Regions from separate parts of the Anser cygnoides genome. Here all the other regions are linked to region 1. A link is a contact called in public Hi-C data. All regions are on one chromosome and are shown on one strand. The core of a region is the stretch at or near the end of the contact, and the rest is flanking DNA. Distances in the headings are between cores, read along the strand shown.

Evidence for each region. Hi-C and Micro-C count contacts between places; a contact is called where the count stands out from the background.
Region 2: a Hi-C map of liver shows a contact between it and region 1, with 9 times the contacts expected there. The contact joins two enhancer-like sites. A contact is called at or near these places in 2 of 7 Hi-C or Micro-C datasets (both in liver).
Region 3: a contact with region 1 is called in a Hi-C map of liver, with 2.2 times the contacts expected there. The contact joins two enhancer-like sites. A contact is called at or near these places in 2 of 7 Hi-C or Micro-C datasets (both in liver).

Annotation. Positions count from the first base shown.
Region 1 is chr7:34,375,779-34,380,128 of Taihu_goose_T2T_genome, reverse strand. The region is part of intron 6 of LOC106032688 (a long non-coding RNA gene); the gene reads left to right. Among named protein-coding and RNA genes, the nearest start is that of ZMIZ1, 110 kb to the right of the region's middle. Within about 2 kb of position 2,783, at least 2 of the 3 cell types and tissues checked have open chromatin away from gene starts, as enhancers often do. A contact at or near this core is called in liver, where this site is marked.
Region 2 is chr7:34,192,949-34,197,524 of Taihu_goose_T2T_genome, reverse strand. All of the region lies in intron 2 of ZMIZ1 (zinc finger MIZ-type containing 1), which reads left to right. Among named protein-coding and RNA genes, the nearest start is that of ZMIZ1, 70 kb to the left of the region's middle. Within about 2 kb of position 2,239, at least 1 of the 3 cell types and tissues checked has open chromatin away from gene starts, as enhancers often do. A contact at or near this core is called in liver, where this site is marked.
Region 3 is chr7:34,150,973-34,154,964 of Taihu_goose_T2T_genome, reverse strand. The region is part of intron 2 of ZMIZ1 (zinc finger MIZ-type containing 1); the gene reads left to right. Among named protein-coding and RNA genes, the nearest start is that of ZMIZ1, 110 kb to the left of the region's middle. Within about 2 kb of position 2,449, at least 1 of the 3 cell types and tissues checked has open chromatin away from gene starts, as enhancers often do. A contact at or near this core is called in liver, where this site is marked.

The DNA of each region.
Region 1 (4,350 bases), core at 1,534-4,033:
AATCTACACCCCTTCAACTCTGAGCTGTACCATATTTAAATCAATGCCAACGTCTGGAATAGGAGAAGGAAAAGGCAAGCAAAAAAAAAAGTTATGTTTTCTTCTAGAACAGGTAGTAATCCAAATATAACTGTAGTGAGCAAAATGAGAACTAACTGCGGCCTTCTGGATTCTGTGCAAACATCTGTACCAGCCATAATGAGTACAAAATGAAATTGAAGCACAGGAAAGAATGATAAAATGTTACAGTCCTACTGATGTCTGTAATAATGGGATAGTTGATCCAAGAAAGGGTTCTTCGAGTGCAATGAGCACATACAGTTAATATCACTTGAACAATACAAGTGAGTATATCTTTCCCCAAGATGTGCTACATGGCATCTGTAGAGACTGCAGCGCATGCAGTTTGGGAAGGGGGAGCTGGAACTGATAATGAGGTGTGCCTTCCAAAGGGAAGGGCAGCAGGCAGCTGATGAGAGGAGGGTCGACTTCCATGTATTGCTTTCCTCCCACGGGGAAAAATGCACTGCACCTCTTCAGTAGATGTAGATATCTGCAGTCACTCCACCCTGTATTGCTCACTCTACCAGTACTAATGAGCTCCAGAAGGCATTTTGCTGTCTGAGGAGATGTGCCTTTACTGCTGTTCCTGGGCGTGCATTTTTATACTCCCTCCATGAAGAAAGCAAATGCAATCCTGGCCTGTGTGGCTTCTGAAAAATTCTTAGGAGTAGTGTACTGGTGTAAACAGTAGCTTCTTTACTAAAAACCTTTCTAGTCCAGGGCTTTTTCCTCTGCATTTGCAAGTGTCTGTGTTTTGTTTTTTTCCCTCCAGTTAAATGCTGCTTCATCCTCTGCCTGTAAGCTGAGTGAGGTTCTTTACTGGAATAAGCTGTGTCCTTAAACAGGATGAAACTAGACTCAGAGCTGGCATAAATCACCACTGCACACTGCTTCAGTGCAGCTATGCTGATTTGCTGTTGCTGAGTTTCTGCCCTGTCTCCTCAGGACTCAAGCAGCTCTGAGCTCATCGGTTAGGAGTGGCCAGTTTTCAAGAATACAAAAAGCTACTGTAGTTCACACACACAAAATTGTCAGGGTGGAAAAGAGAGATCTTACAGTCACTTCCCCCCTCCCGCCCCCCTATTTCTTTCCTCCCTTCTTTCACGGAGAGACAGAAAACCTCTGTTTTGGTGCTGCTACCATTCAAGAGCTCAGATGAATACAATACTTTGTCAAAAGTCATATTTGTGTCCGTGTCATTTGCAGGCATTATGGCTAGATAATACGATAACAGTCAAACTGGACAACGGCAGTTACTAACCAGTCCCACTGATCACACTTTCCATTTGAAATAATGACAGCTGCTTAGCACAAACTACTTGCACTTAAAAAAAAAAAAAAGGGGAAAGAGAAAAAGGTGGAGGGGGGAAGCCTCAACTTTCCTTGGATGGAGAACAGAAAGAGTTGCTTTCTGCTGTGGTTGTGAAATGCCAGGATCTATCTGCAGGACCTGTGCTGTTTACAGCCTGGGGAATGTGCAGGGTTACAAGACATGGGAACAGTCTCCCCAGTACCAGCACCGGGCTAACTGATTGAGTCCGAAATGGCGGAGAGCTCCTGACCTAAGCACGCCTGCTAAACAGAGAAGAGAGGACTGCATGCATACAGGGGATGCATCTCTACTGTGGCTCTGTTCATTGACTAAAACTACAGTCCTGTTTCCCAAAAGGTTAGTCTTAGGTCCATGCTTGTCTTCTCAGATAGCTTCATGTTACAGAGCTCCCCCTTCCTGCCCTCCCTGGGGTCATGTTCCTGGCTGTTACTTTTCTCCCCTTCCTGGCTGCCTCTTGTCTCCCTCTAAAATCACTCCTGTGGGCACCAATACAACTGTAGAAATTCCGGGTGGGAAGTTAGTCACTTATAAGGGCTTTCCAAACAGGCCTTACTGCGGCATCTACAGTCTTATGTCAGGGTCTCCTTATTTCTAACCCTCTCACTCATTAAAGGGACTCTTATTTTTCCCTCCTGCTTAGAAAGCAAGAGGAGAACGAGCTCACCTACCAGCTTTAATGAGCTCTACAGGTGGAAGTACTGTGAGGGCAGCTGTCACTGCTGGAAGCCTTGCTCTGGAGCACCTCTGTGGTGGTCAAGGCCATGTTTGGCCATACTCCCACTGGGACAAAGGCAGGCTATCAAGAATGTCAGACTCATCAGGATGCGGTGTGGTGTTTTAACCAGGCTGACCCAGTGATGAGTGCCAGCAACATGTGCCTGACCTAATGCCGAGCGCACCACTGTGCTTGCCCCTTGGCTGGCCGCTGCTGTGCCGGCGATCAGCACAAGTGGTGGAGGGAGGGAGGACATCTGGCAGAAAGCTGACCAGGGCTTTGTTTGTTCATGTGGCAGGGTAAGCTGTCCTGCCAGTTCCGCGCTCTGAGCAGGTTCACCGTGGGGTTAGAGAAGTGCGAGGCTTGGCTCAAGGGGAAGCAGCAGAAGTGCGTGCCAAGGGTGGGGAGCAGGGAGAGGCACGTCATGAGCCTGCCTTAATTGCACACCAGCACCCCGTGCTCCAGGTCATGGCAGCGGTTGTGGTGGTCCCTGGGTCAGGGCAGGCAGTGTCAGCGTCCCCAGGGGCACCCACCCAGCTGCACCGCCGGGACTGCTGGCAGTCCGTACACACACGAGCCTGCAGCGTGGCCCCAGATCCTGCGGCTGCTTATTAACAATACTTAGTGCTAAAGAGGAATTTTTTATGTCAATAGGAAAGCGTTCTCTCTGTGTATCGCGGGGTTTAAAGGAGCCCAGCCAGCAGGGAATTGCTGTTTCCTCAGGTGTCAGAGGGCTGCTAGCAGAGGTGCAGCCGTGCCTGCCCCAGTGTGCAGCCACAGCACTCACTGCAGCCAGCGCCTGCACCCAGGGCAAGCAGGCTCACAAGTCAGTCTCTGGCTCGCAATGTGTGGTGCCTTTGAAGTCGATCGCTTTGTAATTTCTGGCAAATGGAGGAAAGTGACCGGACAAAACAAGTCAGGGGAGGAATATATCTTTGCTTTCCACTAAGCCAGTTCTCCCTCATCATCTGCCAAGAGTAAACTTCAATTTATAATAGAAAAATAAATCTAGCTAGAGTTTACATACAGAGAATTGTTTTTAAAATGAATTTTAGTTGAAGGAAAACACTGCCTTATTGCAGTCATGTTTTCAAGCAGCAGAAATCAGATCTTTAGGGTAGAGGCAAAAAGTGAAAGACGGGCAAAGGGCAGAAAGGACTTACTCCACCACTGAAGTGCCCCTGCATCCCATCACCCAGGGATGAGGATGGATACCTAGTGAACTGCTGCAGGGTCTTTCAGATAATGCTATGTGAGTGGGTTAGGAGCACAAGTGTTTGAATTCAGCATTTTGTTGTATTTTGCTGCTACATACGCCGTTCATTAACCGGGGGAAGCTCATGCAGGTGGATGAAGCTAGAAGAACTCTAGGATTAATCTTTCCCTCCCCTTACACTAAGCCAGACCCGGAACAGGTACCAGTGCAGGCACCCCTGCACGCTCCATGTGTGGCGGCACTGCTGATGCTGGTGGGGCTGTGCTCTGCCTTCCTGCCCCAGATACAGGGGCTGTCAGTAGCCAGCTTGCAGCTGCAGTGATGACCACCCCTTCAGGTGGGCTCATGGGGGGAAAGTCTTCAGCACCTTCTGAAGGGAGTGATGCTTCAGGACTTGGTGCTTGCAGGCTGACTCTTGCTGTGAATTGGGAATATTCCATGTGGGAGAACACCAGAAAGACCTTTCCATTTGCAGTCTGGCAGAATTTAGGTATCTTCTAGCACTGCTCTTTTTTTTTCTTTTTCCCTCTTCCTTCTCACATATGTAGAGTGAATTTATTCAGCAAAGTGATTTGTCCAAAACACCCCCATTTCTCCTTTTAACTTTCACCCAGATTGCACTGCAAAGAGAACTGAGGAAAATCAGCTGCACAAATGCTTGTGCTGGTGTGAGGCAGAGCGTAGGGGCAGAAATGAACAGCTAGGGACAGCAAATATATAACCTAGCTAGCTCTAAAAACACTTCTGATTGAATCAAACCCCATGTTCAAATGGGGCAGGGTTGGAAAATCGGCTGGAGATGGCCTAAATGTAATCTCAGCCAGTTCAGTTTTATGCTTTTGGCATAGCTAATGTGGATTGAGGTATATAAAGATTAACCCGTCATCTTTTCTCCAGTTTGCTGCATCAGGCCCCCAGCTGTCCTGGTGCCCTCAAAACACCAGGTTTTCAGTTTGCCTGCTGTAGTTCAGTGAGCTGGTGTGACCACCCTAAAAGGGAGTCTTGCTGGTAGCAGTTGTTGGC
Region 2 (4,576 bases), core at 990-3,489, 180 kb after region 1:
GTACATCCAAATGTAAAGTAAAACATAGCAATGTATTTTCCTATGTCAATAATTGGAGAGAGAATAATACTAAAAAAACCCACCCGACTACTCAAAAGATACTGTAAGACGATCTGTGAAGCTGTATATTTATATAAATACAATTTGAAACTATTAAAAATTTATTTAAAGATAACATAGCTTCTTATGAGACTTTTATTATTTCTGTGGATTATTTTACTCCATATGGTCCTCCTGTTCCTCAAGCAGCTTTAATAATTAATGTAGTACAGTCACCATACGTATTTTCAATCTTTTATTTTGATTCTATAGCAGTGCGTTCCAATTCATTTATATTCGAAGCAGCGATCTTTTTTTCTTTGGGTATGTTACTGATACTGAGGCCTCATGATCGGGGAGAAGTGCACAGAAATTAGATTTCAAATCCCTTTCCTTCCTTACAGTTGAACTTGGACTTTAGAGCCCTTTGTTAAAGATCCCTATAAAGGCACATGAATAGATACGGTTTTGTTGGAGAAAATGTCACCATATTCAGCTCACTCTCCTCTCAAATGAGAGAGGTGTCGAAAGCTTTTGCAGGGTTTGAGCTCAGAGGTGCCGGTGCTGGCATTGCTCATCCTCTGTAATTGGAGGCAGTGGCCAGTCACACCCAGCAGCAAGGAGGCGTTCGTTTGCTCAGGCTGCGTACACTGAGGTACACAAGCTGGTCTGAGTTGTTTGTCAGTACTTCTGCAGATGAATGTGAATTTAAGCTTGCTTTTAAAATGTAAAAATTTTATGTTTTATGAAAATGCATGTCATGTCCTTTACTCCTCAACAAAAGTTCAAATACCCACTTCGGTGAAGGCTAACATTGCTGCATATATAAGCCACTTTAAGATGTGGACATCCCAACTTGGTAACATACTGTATCTGAGACGAGCAGATTTACAAAAGAATAATGAAAAAGTAGGGGGGACTTATTTGTGCTGTGCAGTGCATTAGCAAAAAAAAAAAAAAATAATAAGACCCACAGATTTTCAGCTGTCTGTCCCACAAGCACATCAAAGGATCAGTTGTTTATTCTTTGGTATCTTTGGGTGGCTGTGACAGATCGTCAGGCAACCCCTTCTGTTGTAACACAGACCAGATGTGAACCATTTTACAGAAAATGCTGGAGAAGTTACTTTTCGTAATCAGTGGCAGCAGGGCCACACAGACTTCAGCTGTACTTTTAAGTCTCCTTCTCTCTCTTCCTTCAGCTTAATACCATGAGGGTACTAGCTCAAAAACTGATAACTTCTACTTAGCAAAAAGGTTTCGTAAGCTTTATGCAGTATGGCAGAGTGGTGATTTTCCTGAGTACTGAAACAAAACATGCACATGGAGAGCAGAGATATCCACAGCAGCAGACTTAAACATATGCTTGTAAAGTAATGTGGATATCGAAAGTTACATAAGCATAACCATACACCCACACAACTTACAAGACTAGACTTATTTTCAGCTGTCTTATTATCAAAATTGCAATTTATATAACATTATGTGAGTTAAAGGAATTTATGAAGCAGAATTCCAGAATTGTTTTAACTTTCCTGTTTCTATAAACTTTCTCTCTTTTCACCTTCAGACTTGTTTCCATCGTAGCAAGCAGAACAGTAACTCAGCCTGCGTAAGAAATATCTTGTGGAAAGGCCTGAAACGTGGAAGCACTGCAGAAAGCTGTTTTAGCATTTGTTGTTAAGCTAGTTACAAAATGTTTCCTTCAGACCCAGTCAGTCATAAGGCTGCTGGCAGTCACCTGCTGAGCACCCTGTGAGGAGCTCCGCACGCTGCTGTCCAGTGCTGCCCAGGCCCTGCGCAACGTGGCGGAGGTGCAGGCCTCAGCCCCAGGCAGTTCGCTTTCCTGGACGGAAAACAAGTCCATTTTCTGGGAGGAGCACGATGCAGGTATTCCCAAAGACTACGAGCGTTAATCTCTTCACGTGGCTTTGTGAACCCGGGCTTGGTTCTTTATTTGTGTACAGCTCTGTTAGGCAAAACCGTGGCGCAGTTGCTGCGAGCATGCGCGTGGGTGTTCGCGCTCAGGGCTCAGCCTCTCTGGAGGCACATGCGGGAGCTGGGACCAGTGGGACATTTGTATGCCTTGCAGGGTCTTGCAGGCAAGCTCCGTCCTCCTGGGGCTAACTGCAGCCGTGGTTTTATTTTCCCTGCTCCGGCCGAAGGGGTTTGTGTCCCACGCTTGCGACTGGAACGTGGCTTTGGTCAAAGATCACGGTCCTAAGCTGTGACATTTGGGTGCGTTACAGCTCCGGCTGAATAAAACCCGCTGCCTTCTCTTGTTCGAGCGGTGCGAAGTTAGCTGGGTGTTTGAGTATAAAGGAGTTCACCATTATAAAACCGGGCAATCTGCAGAGAATGAGGAAGCTGAGCGCAAGCCTGCAAGCACAGCTTGTGTACATATTTGTTGAAAGCTAATTGGCAACGCAGTTGCCTTTCAAAGTTGTTCTTTCACCTATCAGTAGAGCACAACTCTGGTACTTAATGTACTGTTGATTACGTAAACACTACCCTGAAATATTTGTACAGGCAATTAACTCTTGTTTTTACACTACTTTGAGTTACAAATGGAATCTTGCTGCAGAGCTTGGAATAATTCTGTTCTGAGCTATATTTCATAATTAAATTAAATAATACTTTCGTCCAACTGGCGCACATTGAGAAAAACAAGGGGTTGGTTATGCTGCGGGGAGCTGACAGTCTTTAAAATTCAGTATCCAAGAAACACTGACACAGTTTGTACCACATTGTTGAGGAAAAATGTTATTCACAAGAATTTTATCTGGAACAAATGTCTGCCTCCTGTTGGGTTGTGGTGTTTGAAGACTGCAAATGCTTATATAAGTAACGTTGGTCTGTATTTTCTATGGTTTCTGATGAAGCAGCTCAAGGCACACATGCGGCATAGGATTGTTGTTATCAGAACGATGTGCTGGTCTCATCTAACATGGTGTTGATCACTCTAAGGATACTTACGTAGACACATATTTATTTTTCCTCCCTCTTGCTCTTCTCAGACTTGGTTATCTTACAGATATTTTTGTCCCTGGTGAAACTAAGTCAGAGCTCTACAATTTGTGCCGAATAATAAATCTACTAAAATGTAACCAATTGGTAACAACAGTCTTAAAGCTAGTCCTTCATCCTCTAGAGTTTATTCACAAGTACTTGACCTAATACGACCATGAACTTGAATAAAATGTTAATAGATTTTATTGCAGTTCCTAGCGTGACTTGCTGCCATGATAATAAACCAACATTTATAACATCAATGGCTGTAGCACATTGGTGCTTAACAGAAGTGTAGATAATATGCTCCCTGAAGGTGTGGTGAGGGACTGCTTAAATTAGTTCAGCAGTACTTTACATATAATCTAACAGGCTGAAGGAGGTAGAAAATAAAACTAAATGAATCAAAACCCCCTGCATACCTTTCTTGTATGAAGACCTCACAACTAGATTAGGTTGCAGTTGATTGCACTTTTTTCTGACAAAACTATTTTTAATGCGTTGCAGAGCAGTGCAAAAGCGTTGGTGCTAATGGCTAAATGTACAGGCATCAGCCCACTTGCAAGTTTTGGGTTTGTTCTCTAAACGGTCCAAAACAATTGCATCTATATTCAGATAGTCTTCTGTCTTTTGCTATATTTTTTTTTTCATTCCTGTAAGAACTTCTCCAGTGCAGAGTCTTCTTTAGTTAGAAATACAGGAAATGTTAAGAAAGTTACCTAAGACCGGTCTCTCCACAGTCTCTTTCAGATTTTACTTCCTCAGTTGTCTAGTAAAATGTCCTTGACACAGGGAATCACAGTTCTGTCTCTTTTTACATCCTTTTGTTCACTAAGTTTTGTTAAGGATTCTTCCATCTTTATCCAACTTTGACATGCATGGAGTCATGCTATTTGGAGGGAAGAAGTAGGTGTAAAGAACAGTTTTTGAAATGCCTGATTTCATACACAGCCCCTCTTTCTGTGAGATAGAAACAAGCTAGTGGTAAGTATGGATGAAATCAGAAGAATGCTGCAATTATTGATGATTTTCAGTAGCATCTAGAACTTCTCTCATATTCCTACAAAGCCTACTGTAGAAAATTAAAGAAAGACATTTGATGAAGCATTACCTACTTGCCAGAGACAGGAGCAGCCATAATGCCTCCATCCAGTTGTCTTCTGGGGCCTGCGTTTGTTTATTGAAGTGATGCTAGAAAAATTATAAAGAAATCACTTACCTTAGGGGAAAACGTTGGTTTCATGTTTCTTCGCTTTAGAACTTTTAAACAAGTACTTTGTGTAAAAATGAGTAGATTTATGTTTAATATGCAGGACAAGATTTGTAGGTAGAAGGTTTTAATTTTTATCAGGTCAGCTGTTGTACTTAGAAAAATCAACTTTCGTGGACATGAATATTTCTTCAGACTGACGTTTTAATGAAGCAACTAAGCGTCACTCATTTCAGGTTGACAGTCTAACCCGTCTCAGTTAAATTTCTTAATCCAAGGTCAGTAGTCTTCAGTTCTTAGTGAGTGTTGCAATCTGTA
Region 3 (3,992 bases), core at 1,200-3,699, 220 kb after region 1:
AAAAATGCTATTGATCTTCTTTGCTGAAGTGTTCTTTTCACAGCTTGCCAGCATCAACACACTGTTGTCCTTACTCAGGGCTAATTAGCTAATAATTTAATGCAACTGAGACAGCAGTCTCCGTTCAGTTTAGCAGCAAGGGAATATGCTGTAACTTCGAAAGTATGAGGGACCTCTTTAAAGCTTGGTCATGATTGCAGTCCTTGTCTCAACTTTTACACTCTCCCTTTAAGTTTGATTTCCTCAGCACTAAAGAATAATGGTCTGCTTAGATTGTCTGAGATGTGCTGTCAGGTTAGGATTTATGGCAAAGCAAAACCTAGCTGGGGTCTTGGTGCCTGTAAGCTTGCATGGTGTTCTTGGTTATGCAGTAGCACTTCAGGGCTGTGATGACTTCTTGAGTGAAATCAAATATTTGATTAATTGAACTCTGTGGTTCATGAGCTACAGAACAGGCAAATTCAGTCATGTCTGAGAAACAATGGACTAACTGTCTCTTTTTCTGGAAAACCCCAACCAAACAAAAAATCCACTGCTAGATTGTTTTAAGTCCAAGTTTATATGATAGATCCTTCTTAGGGAATATGTTATATTAACCCTCCGACTGCTGTGGAGGCTGGAAGCTTCCAATGAACTTCAGCTTGGAAGCAACTGCTCATGCGTTTTGAAAACTCACAGAAGTTTTCCACAAGTTTTTTTGATCTTTTTAATTCAAATGTTTGGATAATTAGATATATGAAAGGTGATCACTTGCCTTCTGTTCCTACCTGCGTTTAAGAAGCAATTGGTACAAGGTACAATTTCAGATGGTGGATGGTTTAATGTTTACATCCGTGTTTAATCTTCTGGGTTCTTCTGGCTTGTCTAATACTCTTTTGTGATGGTCAAAGATACAGCATGTACTGTGTTTCTTGTAGAATAAAGCATAGTATAAACTTGGGAAACATAACTATTTTGCAAAGGAAAGAGATGTCAAACATCTAACAGTTTACAGCTGTTACATTTTTATTTTTAAAACTCGAGAGTGAAGGTTCACTCCTCTGCATTCTGTGTCCAGCCAGCGGAGGCCACGTCTTAGTTCATATTTCAGAATTACATGGGATTCAGGTTATATCTTTGTTTTCTGTTCCACGTTGCTGAGCACAGTTGAGGCAGAAGAAAACAGATAATCCTTTAGGGAAGTTATTCTTCACATTTCATACATCAATTTCACTGGAGTGTGGGTGCATATGTTAATTTTATATATGAAAAAGGAGTTCAATTTATGGGGACACTTAAAATTTGCTTGAAATAAGGGGACTTTTAATCTCTGAAAGCATCCCCAAAGTGCAATTAGCTATTCTGATCTCCTGATGACTCAACAGATGCTTCTGTAAACTAGAATACAGCTGTCAGATGACAGAAGTGATATGCCACAGTATGTAATTTAAAATGACTGTCCGTAAGCAGCCATATTGTGATAAATGCGGTGTAGGTGGCAATAATGTCCATCGTTTCGGTAGTCCTGTAGTAACCTTTCAGTTGCAGTATTCGTTGTCACTCTGTGCAGGTTGCTGCTGTCGCGTGAAATGTCCAACTGTTCATTCATGCCTTTGCAAACTTGTTTGGGTTTTTCTGCTTCTTTTTTGGCTCCTTTTAGACACACGCAGGCTGTTGAGTAATATTTTTAATAAAACAGCAGACCTAAAGGTTTTTGTAAGCCTTTCTGAAGATTCCCAGTAGCCAATCCAACTGATTTTAGACTGCACTCCATCTGTCTAGGAAAGAAAGGAAATGCATTAGTAGTCCACACATGAGCAGCTTATTAGTTCATTCGGTATATGCAGTACAGTGATTCAAGACTGATCTAAAATATTCATCCACAATTACTGGTGCAGCGCAGTTCAAAGTGCTTCAAATCGGTGGGTTTGACTGAGAAATTTAAGGAAAATAGCTGCAAATTGATTCTGTATGTAATTAATGAAACATTTCATTCTTATGTAAATATTAAATGCTTGGGTTTTTTGTTTTGTTTTGTTTTGTTTTTTTCTTCCCTGTTACCGAGTCCTCCCCTCCCTGACCTCCATGGTGCTGTGTTTGTTCGAGAGGAGGGTGGGTGGGCTGGCATGGGGATGTGTTCTCTCGAGAGGAAGAATTAATTACTAGCCGAGGCCGCGAGTCACGTGTGGCACAAACAGTCCTTCCCCACCAGCTCTCCCCTCCTGGGTGCCCATCCCACCCCCAGGGGCTGGCAGGAGGCAGCGTTTGCCTGCGCCTCGCCTGTTGAAACCTCCCCATCGCTCTCTTGATAAAAACACACGGTCGCTGACTGCGCTGCCCGTGCCCACGTAAAGCTGGGGTGCAGTCATGAGCTCCCAGGCCAGCTCTGCCCGCCGAGGGGCAGGGGAGAGCTCGGTGGCAGTCCCACATCTCCAAGGCTTGGAGCAGGGTCTCCCAGGGCTCGTCTGCTGGAGTTTCTCTGCTGCTGTTGTGCCTGTTCAGAGCAGGGGCTAGATGCTATCGTCTTGAATACGGGTTAAAAGCTTCTGGCATGTTGAAGGGAGAGGCTTTCTGAGGACACGAAAGAAGTGAGCGGATGTTTACATGGCTGTGAGAAGTGAGGTTGGTGAGGGAGGGCTGGGTTTTAGTTTAGGGTCTCTGCCCCCCCTCTAGAGCGTCACAGAAAATTAATCCAAGTTTTACAAATGCCATCCGTGGAAGAGTTTAGGAACAGCCTGCAGTAAAACTTACAAGATCCCGAGGCAAACTTCAGCTTGCTGTTGCAATGACTGTCTTTCCAGCTCAGATGTCCGCAGAGAGCACAAATTGTGCAACGCGTTCTGCTCTTGGCTGCCTCCCCGAGCCGAAGCTGGCCCAGAGTTTCAGCGTGGGCAGCCTGTCAGGGCTTGGCACGAGGGGAGGCCCTGCATGCTGCCCTCAAGCCCTCCCAGAGGAGCAGAAAACCAAGATCCAGGGCTACCAGTTTGGGAGCACTTGCGTAACAGCTCGTGCTGTGGGATGGAGGAGAGAGGAGCCTGCTGCAGCCCATCTGCTGCAGCGAGCGGCTGGCAGGGGAGGCTGGGGGGACCCGCACCACCCTCAGACTGCGTCTAGCTGTAAAATCCCAAGATAGGACTCTTTCTCTCCGACACGTCTGTGTGATCCTTCCTTTCAGTGCTTTTATTTCTCTGTAACATTAACTTGCACAAAAGGCTTGGGTCTGTAAATGCATGTTTGCCTCTATCTTCCGTAGGTTGCAGCGTTGCAGCTTTCCTCCTTTGTAAAGGCAAAGCCGGTGATGTCCCCTGGCCCCATGGTGCTCCACATGGGAATGTGTATGTGCAGTACTTTCTGCTGCAGAAGGAGGTGGTTTGGGTATCGCAGTGTTCACTGAACTGGCCTTAAGTATGTCAACAAGAAGGACTTGGCAGTGGATAGATTTGAACTCAAGCAAAATGCCCAGCTTCACAATTAGAGATATAAATGCTTTTCTGTAGGTTTTGGCACACCTGGTAGGAACAGTGGCAAAAAATGATGAAATTAGTGTTGATAATGCAGATTTTTAGTAGTGATTTGACTGGCAGCAAAATAGGATGTTAAAATTACTTTTTGTTTTTTTTTTTTCCCTTCTTCCAGAAGTGTACAACTGTTTTCATTAGTGTGGCCTTTAGCGCATCAGTTGGAGTGCCTTCTGTTCCCATAGCTGTTTGCTGCTAAGATCTGTTCTGATTTAGCCAAAAGGGGAGAAGTACCCACTTCTGTCTCCACTCTCATGAGTGGCAGATAATGCTGGGAATGGAAGTTTGTATATTGATCAAGCTCAAAAGGCTGGGATGATGAAAACAAAAAAACAAACAAACAACAACAAAAAAAAACACAAAAAAGCATGCACACATACATATATATCTGCAGCTGATATCACATAGCTGACCCTTACGCTTTATTTCGTAGGAGAAGGAGAGAGGTTATGTATGTTTTCATTAGATGCTTTAGTAAGAGCTCTTGGATAATGT